Linked DNA regions of Mus musculus: regions 2 and 3 are each linked to region 1. A link is a contact called in public Hi-C and HiChIP or PLAC-seq data. All regions are on one chromosome and are shown on one strand. Each heading gives the region's core, a stretch centred on a gene start, on an enhancer-like site or on the middle of the called end of the contact. The rest is flanking DNA. Distances are from core to core; before and after follow the strand shown.

Region 1 (3,965 bases), core at 1,453-3,952:
AACAACATCGTCTGCTTTGTCACGCATTTCGAAGTGGGGATAATTTAAGAGTCCTGCATCTCATACATAAAAATACTTAGAAAGGAAGTCTCCCTGCACAGCATTGGGTGACAGCGTTCCACCCAAATTCTCATTTGTCGTACAGGAAATGATTCACCTCAGTCCAAAATGACAGGCAGGCCTCCCGAATCATTCAGCACACGCAAAGACGGCCCACCGGAACCGCATCGATTTCACAGCCATCTCTCCGCAGAGAGCAGTGTTCCAAGGCCAGCCAAGCCTTCCACTTCATCCCTCCACCCCTCAAACACCCCACACTACCTTTGAGTAGTTTCTCTCCTTCCAGGACATTCGGGGAGATCAACGCAGTGTAGCCTTCTTCGGAGAAGCCAGCCTTACAGGCCTCTCTGACTGTAAGATCCTCACGGTGGGCCTGGGGATGGAAAGGAGACTGTTAAGCCAACCTAAGTTCACAGCAATGTAATCCAACCTACATTTGTCATGGCCACCTCACAAGCCTCTGCCCACGAGCGCAGGTAAAGCACCATCCCCACCCAGAGGTGGGGTGGTGATCCTCTGCTCTCTGGGGGACTTCAGGTTGTATTGGCCCAGGTTTGGAGGAGTTTCCCCGAACTGGAAAGCCGAACCTACTTTTATGGGAAGCACAGGGTTAGCTGATGCCTAGACCAGGTACCAAAGGGGCCGTATTGGCGAATGGCAGGGGGAAAAGGCAGAGAGGTTCCCAGAAGTGGGCAAGCAGCAGCAGCAGCAGCAGCAGCAGCAGCAGCAGGAGGAGAAGGTATCACCAGTCGTTCACCCATCCACAGGCAAAGCCAGGCCCGTGGAGAGAGAGGGAGCTCTGCTAAGAACCATCTCTCCAGGCTGCAGAGCTCTGCCTTTAGGCTAGGTGAGGAGGAAGCCTCCCTCTGCAGGCCACAGGGGTGGAGTTCCAAGAAAGGGAGCTGGCAAATTCAGTGATTCCAGGGCTGTTTCCAAGCTGAGCGGATAGTGACCAGTTCTGCCACTAGGCTGCAAGGAGGCAAGGTCCTCGTGTGTGTGTGTGTGTGTGTGTGTGTGTGTGTGTGTGTGTGTGCGTGCGTGCGTGTGCGTGTGCGTGTGTGTGTGTGTGTGTGCGTGTGCGTGTGTGTGTGTGTGAAGTTCACCCACACAAGGTCCTGGACTCTTGCTCACTCTGAAGCCCCCATTTAAAGCCTCGTCAGGAGAGCAGAAAAGACCAGAAGCCTCTAACAGACCAGAAGGGTTTTCTGTTCCTCTGGAGTCTGCATCTTTAGAGAAAGGAAGGCAATGGGCAAGGGGTTCCACCCAAGCTGCCAGGAACCAAGGGAGATAGCATGTGTCCCCACTAATCCACTCCGCTAAGGAGAAGAAGGCGCACCAGGCTCCGGATCCCTGGTGAGCAAGCTCCGGGAGCCGGGGGCGCAGCCAGCACCCTGCAGTCTCAGCTTCGCGGGCCGCCAGAGCGGAACGCGCCTCCCTGCCGGCCGAGTCCTCCAGCTGCGCGCAACAGCTCCGCCCGGGTTCCGCTGGGAGGCCACCCGCAGCCTGCAGCCTGTAGCTCGGGCTCGAGTACCCGGCCCCGGAGGCTAGGAAAGGGAGGGCTGGGTCGGGGATCTTCCCCCGGCCAAGCTCAGAATGACATCTGGTTCTTGGGGATCGCAGCTCTGAAATGCTCTTGCAGCCCGCGGGAGACAAAAGTCGGCCGGGAAAGTTTCTGTCCCCCCGGGGCGTGTTCCCCGCGCAAGGCGATGGTCCGGTGGCCTCGGAGCAGCCGGTCGCCAACCCTGGTTCATCGCAGAGAATACCTCGGCGTGGCAGCGAGCAGGCCACCGGACCGATCGGCCACGAGAGGGGGTTCAGGCCACTCGGTCTCCGCCCAGGGTCGCTGCGGGAGCTGCCGCTGAGCCGTTCCGAAGACCCGCAGCGAGCTGGAGTTAACCGAGGGAGCCGGCTGGAGACCGCGCAGAGACTGTGCGGAAACAGCGAGTGTGTCCAGCTCCAGTCCCCGGGCTCAGTGCCTCGCGCTCCCGCTGCGCCCTCCTCCCGATCCCTCTCTAAGTCGGGAGGACCTGCTAGACCCCGCGGCTACAACCCGCGCCCCTTAGTCGCCTCCGCCTCCCACTGCAGCCGAGCTCCGCGGCACCCACGGGACCCGGGAGAGCGCCCCGCGCAGCCGACCCGACCCGGCGCGCGGCTGGAACTCGGGATGCGCGACTGCCGGGCGGCGGAGGCGAGTACTACACTACGGAGGGCGGCCCCGGAGCGCAGATCGGGCAACGAGATGGCACCTAGGGTCCCGCCCGCTCAGCTCCGCGGCTCCTCGCTCCGATAGCGAGCGGCTTCGCGCAGCGCGGGCGGCGGTTTGAGAAGACCGGGAGACACCAGCTAGCCCCACGGGTTCCCAGATCGCCTGCGATCGGAGAGGCGGCAACTTACCCGGAGCGCGCCCGAGAGCCCGAGCAGCAGCAGCGGCAGCACAGAGCCTGTGGTCATCGTCCCCGCCGCGCCGCCCCGGCGCTCGCCCGGTGCCCGGCTTCCCTCGCCGCGGCGATGCTCCGCCCGCGCCCGCCCTGCTTTTCCCCGCACTTGCCGCCCGGGCTCCGGGAGCCAGGCCAAGTGGGCCGGCGGCGCGCTCCCTCCGGCCGGTGCGTCCGCCGGCCTCGCAGCCGCCCGCGCCTCTGTTCCGCGCGCTCGGAACTGCAGGTGAAGCTGAGCGGCGGCCTCGCCGAGGCCCCGCCCCTCCGGCCGGGCCTGACGCGGGCCTTAAAGGAGCCGCTCCCGCGCCCACTCGCTCAGCCGCTTGGCCTGGTTGCTCGCTGGCAGGGCGGCCTCAGTCCCGTGGGACAACTAGAGGCCTGTATGAGCAGACGAAGCCAGGGAGACTGGGTTTCTAGGAGCAAAGACGGTGTGAACCAAAGAAGACTGTGTAGTCTCTGCCCAGCAAGTTAGATGTCCTTTGTAGATTGTGGGACCCCTGCTTGTGATCACACCGTGATGTTAGGTCAACTTCTTTTCAGAGCCCACAGTGAAGAGTGGACACTTCCTTCATCCCTGTGTCATCTAAGTCTCCGGACACAGGCCTTTGTGATGGCCTCCAGCCCTCTGAACAGCTCAGGGATCGGAAGAGAGGGAGAGGGGAGGGGTCACTCTCCAGCTGGGCTGGCTCGGCTGACCCCTTATAGTGTGGGCCTGGCTCTGGCTATCCTCCAAGGTTTGGGAGGATTCCTACCCATTCCTCTGTGTGTGCCAAAATGTAGTTAGGTCTTCTGTATAGGCAAGGAAGAAATCAGAGGCCGCGGAAGGAAGGAAGGGACTCCAGCGGGCAGAGCTGTCAGGCACGTCAGCTCCCTGGGCAGGCCAGCTCCATTTGCTTCGCATGGGCAATTTCCAACCCTGACTGCAGGCATTTCTTTAAGCATCGTATCGCTCTCGCGGAAAAATAAGGGCAGCTTGGACTGTGAGTGAAGGCTTCCCCATCCCTCCCTTGGCTAAGCAATGTACAGAAAAGTGGAGTGTCTGCTCAGATGTTTTTCAAATGTTCTTTGTCTCTCTTCTGAGAAAATCTGTGTCCAGAATACAATAGTTCTGGTTTGAGAAGAGTGAATTAAGTTGCCCCAAGGTCATAGTTAACTTGGACAGAGAGACCTTTTCTTCCTTGCCCCCCCTCCCCCCACTATGGTGGATGACACCCTAGGTCTCCTGACTAGTACTCGAGCCATGGGAAATCAGGGTAACCCAGGGTGCATAGTGGGCTCTGTCCAGAGGTATGAGACTGGGTTTAGCTTGGACCACCAAGTATCTGAACACCAAGCCTGTGCCAACCTGGCCCTATGCCACAGACTGTCCCAGTATTGGCCTGCTAAGGAATGAGAGAGGCTACTAACTTAGCATGGCTGGCTGGGCAGTCTTCAGACTCTTCTATGTCCTTCCCTGGGGAGACAAAGAAA
Region 2 (4,099 bases), core at 1,236-3,735, 71 kb after region 1:
ACCGCCCCTCTAGCTTATTTTCCTCATCTTGAAGTGTCATAGAGTGTTTTGCTACCGCAGACTCTGACAACCCCAGACAGGATTCTGCAAGGAATTGTGAAGGCATCTCCCCACAGCTGGATTTCTAGTCTCTGCGATTCTCACTGCTGTGACATCATGCCTGGCAATAGCAATGTAAGGAAGGAAGGGTTTGCTCTCAGTCTGAGGGGATACAGTCACTGGTAGTGAAGATATGGGACAGGACTGCGCGGTCAGAGTCAGGAAGAAGAGAGAGCTAAAGACTTCTCAGCTTGCCGTTCTTTATTCCGCCTAAGCTCATGGGATGCTGCTGCCCACATTCAGGTTGTATGTTCTCTCCTCAGGATGGTTCTCACAGAGACACACCCCTGGGGGAAACAAGATCAATGAACGGGGAACTCTTCAAGGCAGCAGATCTCAGCACAGTCTGTGCGACCACCCTGGAGGTCCCAGAAACTAGCATAGTTTTAACACTGCCTCTGTATTTGAAGACTCTGGAGACAGATCTTTCCCCCAGTCTCCTTCAATCCTGAAGCTGGAGACAAGGGTTATAAGGAGGAGAGGCACCATCTCTGAGCATCTCTTAGAAGATCCAGTCATCTGTCACGCCAGGTGAGGCATCCGGCTCTCCATCTCCTCCACCCACCTGTTGCTCAGGCAACAACCTTCTCTTCAGAGCCATATTCTGCAGGTGTATTTGTTCCAGGAGCAGAAGAGCCTTGAGTAGCCTATTGCTTCCACTTCACAATGCCTGCAGGGCTCTACTGGGGCCACTGAATTCTGTCCCACCCAAGGCTCTAACTGATCCTCCAAAATCTTGGCTTTAGTGTTGTCCATGGATGGCTTGCTACTGTAAATGATGGGGGTGCCCAGAGAGTTCTTGATAATAGTTAAAGTGTGGTGGGTCAGCGTGCCTGTGTTGACTCCCAGGCTGGCCTGTGCTTGTCTTCGCTGGGATTTCTGGTCCCTTTCTCATTGTCTTAGGAGGCTGTTCTGATATTTTTCCTGGGGAACCTATTTGTATCCACTTCAGATGATGAAAGCGACAGCAGAATAAAGACATGATTTTACCTGAGTCTAGGCTGGTGAACCCCTTAATTTATTGGGCTCACATTTAGAAGCATGAGTTACCCTAAAGCCACCCCATGCAGATGACAAGTCACAAAAGTGTTATGACTGTGACTGAAGTCCCAGTAGAATTCCATCTCTCTCTTACACTCTAGTGCCTTCCATGAGCACATGCAGGAGCAGGGAGTGGGTTGAACCTCCAGCTAAGGGTCTGATGAATCCACTGTTTCTGTGGAGCCATGTTAACAGGCCTGGCCTTGTGAGGGTCTCATCTTCTGAGGGTCTCACAATAGCGCTCTGATTTCAAGATGACAATGGCCATGTCGTGTCTGGAATCCAGAGCTTCCTCCAACTTCTATAAAAGACCAACAGCAGCAAAGAAAGCCCAGGGCACACATGGAAACAGCATCCAGCCAGCCTGTGAGCCTTTGAAAACAAACCAAGAAAGATAAATAACGATACATAGCTACTAAAGTAATAAAGAAAACTTTGACATTTTAGAGCCAATCTGGTATCAGAAATAGATTTTTATCTTTATTTTTCATTTGCCCTTCCATCTATAGATCTCAATCCAGTAAAGCAAATAAACGGGCTGTGTTACTAGCTATATATTTTACACACGATGGAGGCATCACAGAAAAGCCTTTTCTTCCGCGTCGGTAAATAAAAGTGCTATTTCAAACATAATCAAAGAAATAAGAAATACAGTTGCCAACGAGGCGGCCGACTGCTGCTCTGAGCATCCTCTCAGGAAAGGATCCACGGTGGGGCAGACCTGTGTTCACTCTTCCTGTCGAAGGACAGGACAGGGTCCTGCCCAAGTTACGGGGCAGACACAGCTTCCACTCTGCCATTGAATGATGGAGATGACCAATTCAGGTGTTGGGCTTGTGGCAAGCCATGATGGCAAGTGTCTAAGGGAGAAGGTATAAGGTGACTAGGGGAAGAAGCATCAGGGAAGATGGAGGGGGACAGAGACAGGCATGAGTAGGAGACCCCCTGCCTACTGAGATGGTCAGGTTGGATGACTGCACCAGAGATGGTGCACCCAGCATCCTCAGCATGCACTGGACATCAATCCTTTGCAGTGCTGACCTCTAGGTCAACCTCATGCTTTCATGACAGGCTGGACCACATTCCTAGCACCTTCCAAAGCTAGTCTCTTTATGCAGCCAAGAGGGATACTAACTGGCTCTCTGCAATTCCATTTAGGATTGTTCAATCCCCAGGGACCCCATCTCTGATGGTGACTGAATCTTATCACTGGTTGGAGTCAGAGGCACAACTATGACTAAGTCTTGGAAAGATGTCAGCCTGAGCTTGCACTGGAGAGATCACGGGGTGCTGTGTTGGGGATTCCCTTTGCCTTTTCTGGAAGCTCCATTGGCTTCTCTGGAGGCTGGAATGCAGCCTCCTCTCGTGGATGGTTCAGAATAGCAGATGATAGATTCTGGGAAGCCGCTGACAACAGAGAGTGATGCAGCCCACACTGAAGCAGACTGGCCACTCGGAGATGGCTTGATGCTTGCCCACGTGATCGACCACTGGGGGGCTGAAAGCCAGGGTTTGGGCTGTCTACAGCTCTCTCTCTTCCCCGCTCCTGCTTTGGTCTGGGCATCACTAGTCCTGCTGAGAAGATGGGACAGAGATCTCTCTGCGGCTCTGGGGAGTCTCAATATGTTTTGCAGAAGTAAAAGATGGCGTAATTTATCACGGCTGAACATACGCTTTGTTCAATGACAGGGTAATTAGACATTCTTTCAGCAGACACATTAAATATATACTTATGCATTAAGGCTCTGTGTCTCGGATCAGCTCTGTTGATTTACTCCTTATGCTTGGATCTTTGCCTGTTGATAGCCATATAAAACTAAACTTCCCTGCCAAGGAACGGAAGTGACGGGAGCGAGGGGTGTCTTCCATATGTTACCTGAGTCGAGCTGGGGGATGGGCCAGGAGAGGGAGAAACTGGGATACTCTTGAGCATGTTTGTACACACCCTCACCAGCCAGCTGGGGCGTCCTTCCCTTCCCCCTCCCTCACCTAGCATTAATTATGCATTGGCAAAGATAATTTTGCATATATAATGCTGACCTCTCTCACTAGAGGGCAACAAAACCCCAGCTTAAGGAGCCTCCACCTTCTGTTTCCAGTGACAGGAAGCGTTTAATAAGGAGTCACATGGATTTCATAATGAACTCCCTATTAATTTTACATAAGTGGAAAGTTACTTCGGAACACCAGGCTGAGATCCTGCAGATGCACATTCGGCCTCCTCAACAGGTGGGGAGGAGCAGCTGCCCGCCAATCCTCATGGCTAACATTTGGGGTACATTTCTCCCAGCAATTGTACCTGACTCCTTGGGAGCTGCATTTGCTTGCCCTGCAGACCTCTGACCTGTGTGTTTCTTCCTCCCTCTAGGTAATGACCCCAAGCTATGGAGGAAGCATGCATCGTATTCTGCCCATGTGTCTGACCCTCTACCTCAGCCTGCCTTGCCTTTCATCCCTGGATGGGTCTTGATGCGGCTGCAACCATCATTTTTCTTGACTGACCTGGAATCTCTTCCAGGGAGTTGGACCTTAACCTTAAGGAGTGGAGTCCATTTTGGCTTCTATCCCCAAATATGAAAGCAGAAGACAAGGGAGCCAGCACCAAACCTGTGCTTACTGTGACAATTTTTGTTTTTAGACTTTCACATAATAACTTCAGAAAAGTGATGCCTGGGTGTTCTGTTCCATTTTCTAGGTAGGAAGCATTGGAGAGACTCCACTAAGGAGGGAAGAGCTTTAAAGACCTAGGAACTGGGGTTAGAGAGGTGGGTCAGTGGTCAGAGCACTGGCTACTATTGCAGAGGACCTAGGGTTGGCTCCCTGTACATACATGGTGGCTTATAACCATCTATAACTCCAGTTTCAAGGAATCTAATGATCTTTTCTGACAACCATGGTACTGTACAGACCTGGTGGACATGCATACACTCAGGCAACACCTACACATATAGTAAGTAAA
Region 3 (3,855 bases), core at 179-2,678, 95 kb before region 1:
TGGGTGCTGGGTATGTGTGTTAGGATAAAACCCTCGATAGCCTCCACACGAGATATATACTGGGCAGGAAAAGCTAGGTACCTTGTCCTGATGCAGCTGCATTATATTCAAGTGTGACACATAGGCCATGTCACCAGCCCCTGACTCCCAAACAGGCAGCCAAGTCACAAACAAGGGCTGGGCCATCGGGAAGACGTGGCACTGGGGCCTCTGGGGACCATCAGTCAGCCAGCTGGTTCACATGCTTAACTCTGGGGCCAAAATGCCAGCCCAGCAAAAAGGGATTGACTTTTATGAAGGGAGAGGGAAGGAGGGAGGGGCTAGGGAGAGAGGGGGAGGGGGAGAGGGGGAGGGAGGGAGAGAGAGAGGCTAGGGGGAGGGGGAGAGGGAGGGAAGGAGAGAGAGAGAGGGAGGGAGGGGGAGAGAGAGAGAAGGAGGGAGGGGCTAGGGAGAGAAGGGGAGGGAGGGAGGGAGAGAGAGAGAGAGAGAGAGAGAGAGAGAGAGAATCCCCCATAGATGTGGGGAAAGAGACAGAGACTCAACAAGGGATGAGGGATTCCACCTCATGTAACCCCTTTAGAGAAAGTTAATCTTTGGTCTTGAATTGGTACTGCTAATAAAACTTGAGCCAGGCCTGTCACCAGATCAAAGAGATATTAAGTCACCTCCAAGACTCTGAGGCTCCGAGGCTCTTAGCCTCAAATGACATGGCATGGCACATGTGTTTGGCCCCACTAGGAGCTAGGGGGATTTCTGCTAATGTCTTCCATTCTGCTCTATGCAACATTGCTGTGGGTGACCAGAGTTCCACTGAGGACTGTCTCCTTCTCCAGAGGTGGGTCTTGGTGACAGAGCTGATGCTACACCAGTCTGTGATGTCAGGAGCCTGCCTGACATTCTCAGAGTGTGACCAGTGCAGACTGAGCCAAAAGAAAAAGCAGGTGTTTGGAGATCTGCCAGATGATGCCCAATGGGACACCAGCACCATTTCCTCCACCCCCATGGCTCAAGAGTAGGTGGGGTAAAAACCATCCACAGTATGTCAGGTTCCTGTGTGGATAGGGAGGCTATCTTCCCAAGCGTGATGAAGGATTGTTCCGAAAAACAAGACCCCCAGAATAGCCCAGCCCCAAGACAGCTTCTGTGGTAGCTACTGCACAATGACAATCGGCTCCCACCATCAAGGGACTGAGGGAGGAGGCTCGTGGACATGGAGGTGCCCACCTCTCTCGCCTGCCATCCTCTGGTGCCCGAGGCTGCCAGCACGGTGCAGCCCGGGCCAAGCCAATCACGGCTGTTCCGGAGCCTTCTGCAGGGCTCTGAGCACCCGGCTGCAATCAGATTACACGCACCAGCGCCCAGCCCTGCTCACTCCAAACAGAACGAATCCATTCATTAACACCAAGGCCAATTAAAAAGCAGGCATGCTCCCAATAAAGCGCTCCCTCAGGCCAGGCATTCTCATCCTGTCCCAGGAAGCCTCGCTAAGCGACCACTGCCCAACGCAGCGTGGCTCCTGGGGAACAAACGGGCGGAGGGAAGGGAGAGGGGCTGGACAAATAGCCACCACTATTCCATTTCCCTAGCAATGACAAAAGGTTTGTTCATCAGCTCCCTGGAGCCCTCACAGCCTTAACACAGCGTTAAGCCCCACACAGCTTGCTTCAGATCAAGTTTTATAGAGAGCTCATTTGTGTATTTTCATTAAAGTGCTTAATATCCAAGTGACAGAGAGAAAAAAAAAACCCTGCCTTCCCATTATGGGCTCTATAAAAGCAATATTGTAAAAAAAAAAAAAAAAAAAAAAAAACAAACCATTGAGTTATTTACAAAGCCAAAGATGTAATCAGTATTTAAACACTCGCTGGGAAGACCCATCTTGTGGTAATACTGGTCACAACGATAGTGAGATTGGCAGCTACTATTCAAATTCTCTCTGGATCCTAGGACACCAGGCTTCCTCCTTCAAGAATAAAATCCCAGGACCCCCTCCTGCCATGGCCCCCAGGGGTGAGGCCTTAACATTGGAACAAAGACTCAAACTACAGCCAGGAGGGCCAGCAGAGCTCTTTGATGTTCAGTTAAGGGGTGGGGTGTGGGGGTGAACTGGAGTGTTTGTGTTGAATAAATAAGATTCATAAATTCATTTTGTGTTTCTGACACAGTTGATTATTGTATGATGCCTGTCTAGAGGTGGTTTCTTTTTTGTTGTTGTTTGTTTGTTTTTTTTTTCCAGGTGTTTTTTTTTTAAATATATTTTTATTACGTATTTTCCTCAATTACATTTCCAATGCTATCCCAAAAGTCCCCCATACCCTTCCCCCCCACTTCCCTACCCACCCATTCCCATTTTTTTGGCCCTGGTGTTCCCCTGTACTGGGGCATATAAAGTTTGTGTGACCAATGGGTCTCTCTTTCCAGTGATGGCCGACTAGGCCATCTTTTGATACATATGCAGCTAGAGTCCAGAGCTCCGGGGTACTGGTTAGTTCACAATGTTGTTCCACCTATAGGGTTGCAGATCCCTTTAGCTCCTTGGGTACTTTCTCTAGCTCCTCCATTGGGAGCCCTGTGATCCATCCAATAGCTGACTGTGAGCATCCACTTCTGTGTTTGCTAGGCCCCGGCATAGTCTCACATGAGACAGCTATATCTGGGTCCTTTCAGCAAAATCTTGCTAGTGTATGCAATGGTGTCAGCGTTTGGAAGCTGATTATGGGGTGGATCCCTGGATATGGCAGTCTCTAGATGGTCCATCCTCAGAGGTGTTTTCTAAACTCACTATTTGTCCTCTATTTAGGCCAGCATGGCATGGCCACCAATCAATCCTTCCTTTCTTCCTTTCTTCCTTCCTTCCTTCCTTCCTTCCTTCCTTCCTTCCTTCCTTCTTTCCTTCTTTCCTTCTTTCCTTCTTTCTTTTCTTTTTTGGTTTTTCGAGATAGGGTTTCTCTGTATAGCCCTGGCTGTCCTGCAATTCACTATGTAGACCAGGCTGGCCTTGAACTCACAAATCCACCTGCCTCTGAGTGTTGGGATTAAAGGTGTGCGCCACCACTGCCTGGCCAATCTTATTTATTCAACAGCTGAAGTCCACGGTTTCTATGACTTATCTCCCCTTTAACTGAATTTATGTATTTATTAATAAGTGATGTGTATATTCACATGTACAAGTGTAGTTATCCTGGTCCATTACTTACTAATATTCTTATTTAGGCAGTATCTCTAACTGACCCTGAAGCTCAGCTGGCAGCCAGCAAGTCACAATGATCATCTTGTTTAAAACACCCACAGTGCTGGGCTTATAGGTATGATTGGCTACATCTGGCTTTTTACAGGACTGCTGGGGATTTAAACTCAGGTCCTTATGATTGTGCAGCAAGCCCCCTCCCTTACCAATGGAGCCATCTCTGATTTAAGTTAAGTCATGACTTACTTCTGAGGCTCAGCTTTCTCCAGACTGGGAGTCTGCAAGCCGGCTGCTGCAGGTACTCCTATCAGGAGGCCTGCCACTGTGAGAGGCCGGCCCAGCTTTCTGCAAGTTTCTTTTGTTGCTTTAATTGGTTTCACTTATAATTAGCTGGGGTTCTGTTGCTTAATCGCTCCCCCTCTGATAGTATCTTGCCATCAGCTCTGTTCATGGCTGAGTCTTAAGCCTCACAAACGGTTTAAGTGCAGATAAGCACTTGAGAGTCATTCACCCACCCTGGGGACACGCAGTGGGGAAGAGGTATCCACAGACATCTCCGTGGGCAGCCGTGGGCTCTCCTGCTGTGCAGCCCTGCCCTGGCCTCTCCTGGGCAACTCTGGCTTGTTAGTCTCTCCTAGAAGGCATTGCTCATCTGCTCCACCAGTACC

Evidence for each region. A called contact is a pair of places that touch in the nucleus more often than the background predicts. HiChIP or PLAC-seq counts read pairs in DNA pulled down with a chosen protein or histone mark.
Region 2: a Hi-C map of cerebral cortex shows a contact between it and region 1, with 1.8 times the contacts expected there. The contact joins the enhancer-like site here to the promoter of Cdh4 in region 1. A contact is called at or near these places in 3 of 39 promoter capture datasets (the 3T3-L1 cell line, embryonic stem cells and stem cell-derived epiblast-like cells), 1 of 484 Hi-C or Micro-C datasets (cerebral cortex), 2 of 115 datasets of contacts at active chromatin or transcription factors (embryonic forebrain and embryonic stem cells) and 2 of 9 other capture datasets (adipose tissue and liver).
Region 3: an H3K4me3 HiChIP or PLAC-seq map of neural progenitor cells shows a contact between it and region 1, with 4 times the contacts expected there. The contact joins the enhancer-like site here to the promoter of Cdh4 in region 1. A contact is called at or near these places in 1 of 39 promoter capture datasets (embryonic stem cells), 8 of 484 Hi-C or Micro-C datasets (cerebellar granule neurons, cerebellum, embryonic stem cells and 4 more), 7 of 115 datasets of contacts at active chromatin or transcription factors (astrocytes, embryonic forebrain, embryonic stem cells and 2 more) and 2 of 9 other capture datasets (embryonic stem cells and pancreatic islet).

What each region holds. Positions count from the first base shown.
Region 1 is chr2:179,441,168-179,445,132 of GRCm38.p6, reverse strand. Cdh4 (cadherin 4) reads right to left here and starts at 2,702. Exons shown (of 16, transcript NM_009867.3): 1 at 2,455-2,702; 2 at 322-433. The coding sequence starts at 2,511.
Region 2 is chr2:179,370,182-179,374,280 of GRCm38.p6, reverse strand. No RefSeq gene overlaps it. Among named protein-coding and RNA genes, the nearest start is that of 4930591A17Rik, 43 kb to the left of the region's middle. Within about 2 kb of position 2,485, at least 3 of the 459 cell types and tissues checked have an H3K27ac peak or open chromatin away from gene starts, as enhancers often do. A contact at or near this core is called in cerebral cortex, where this site is marked.
Region 3 is chr2:179,535,099-179,538,953 of GRCm38.p6, reverse strand. All of the region lies in intron 2 of Cdh4 (cadherin 4), which reads right to left. Among named protein-coding and RNA genes, the nearest start is that of Gm52541, 15 kb to the right of the region's middle. Within about 2 kb of position 1,428, at least 50 of the 459 cell types and tissues checked have an H3K27ac peak or open chromatin away from gene starts, as enhancers often do. A contact at or near this core is called in cerebellar granule neurons, cerebellum, embryonic forebrain and 4 more, where this site is marked.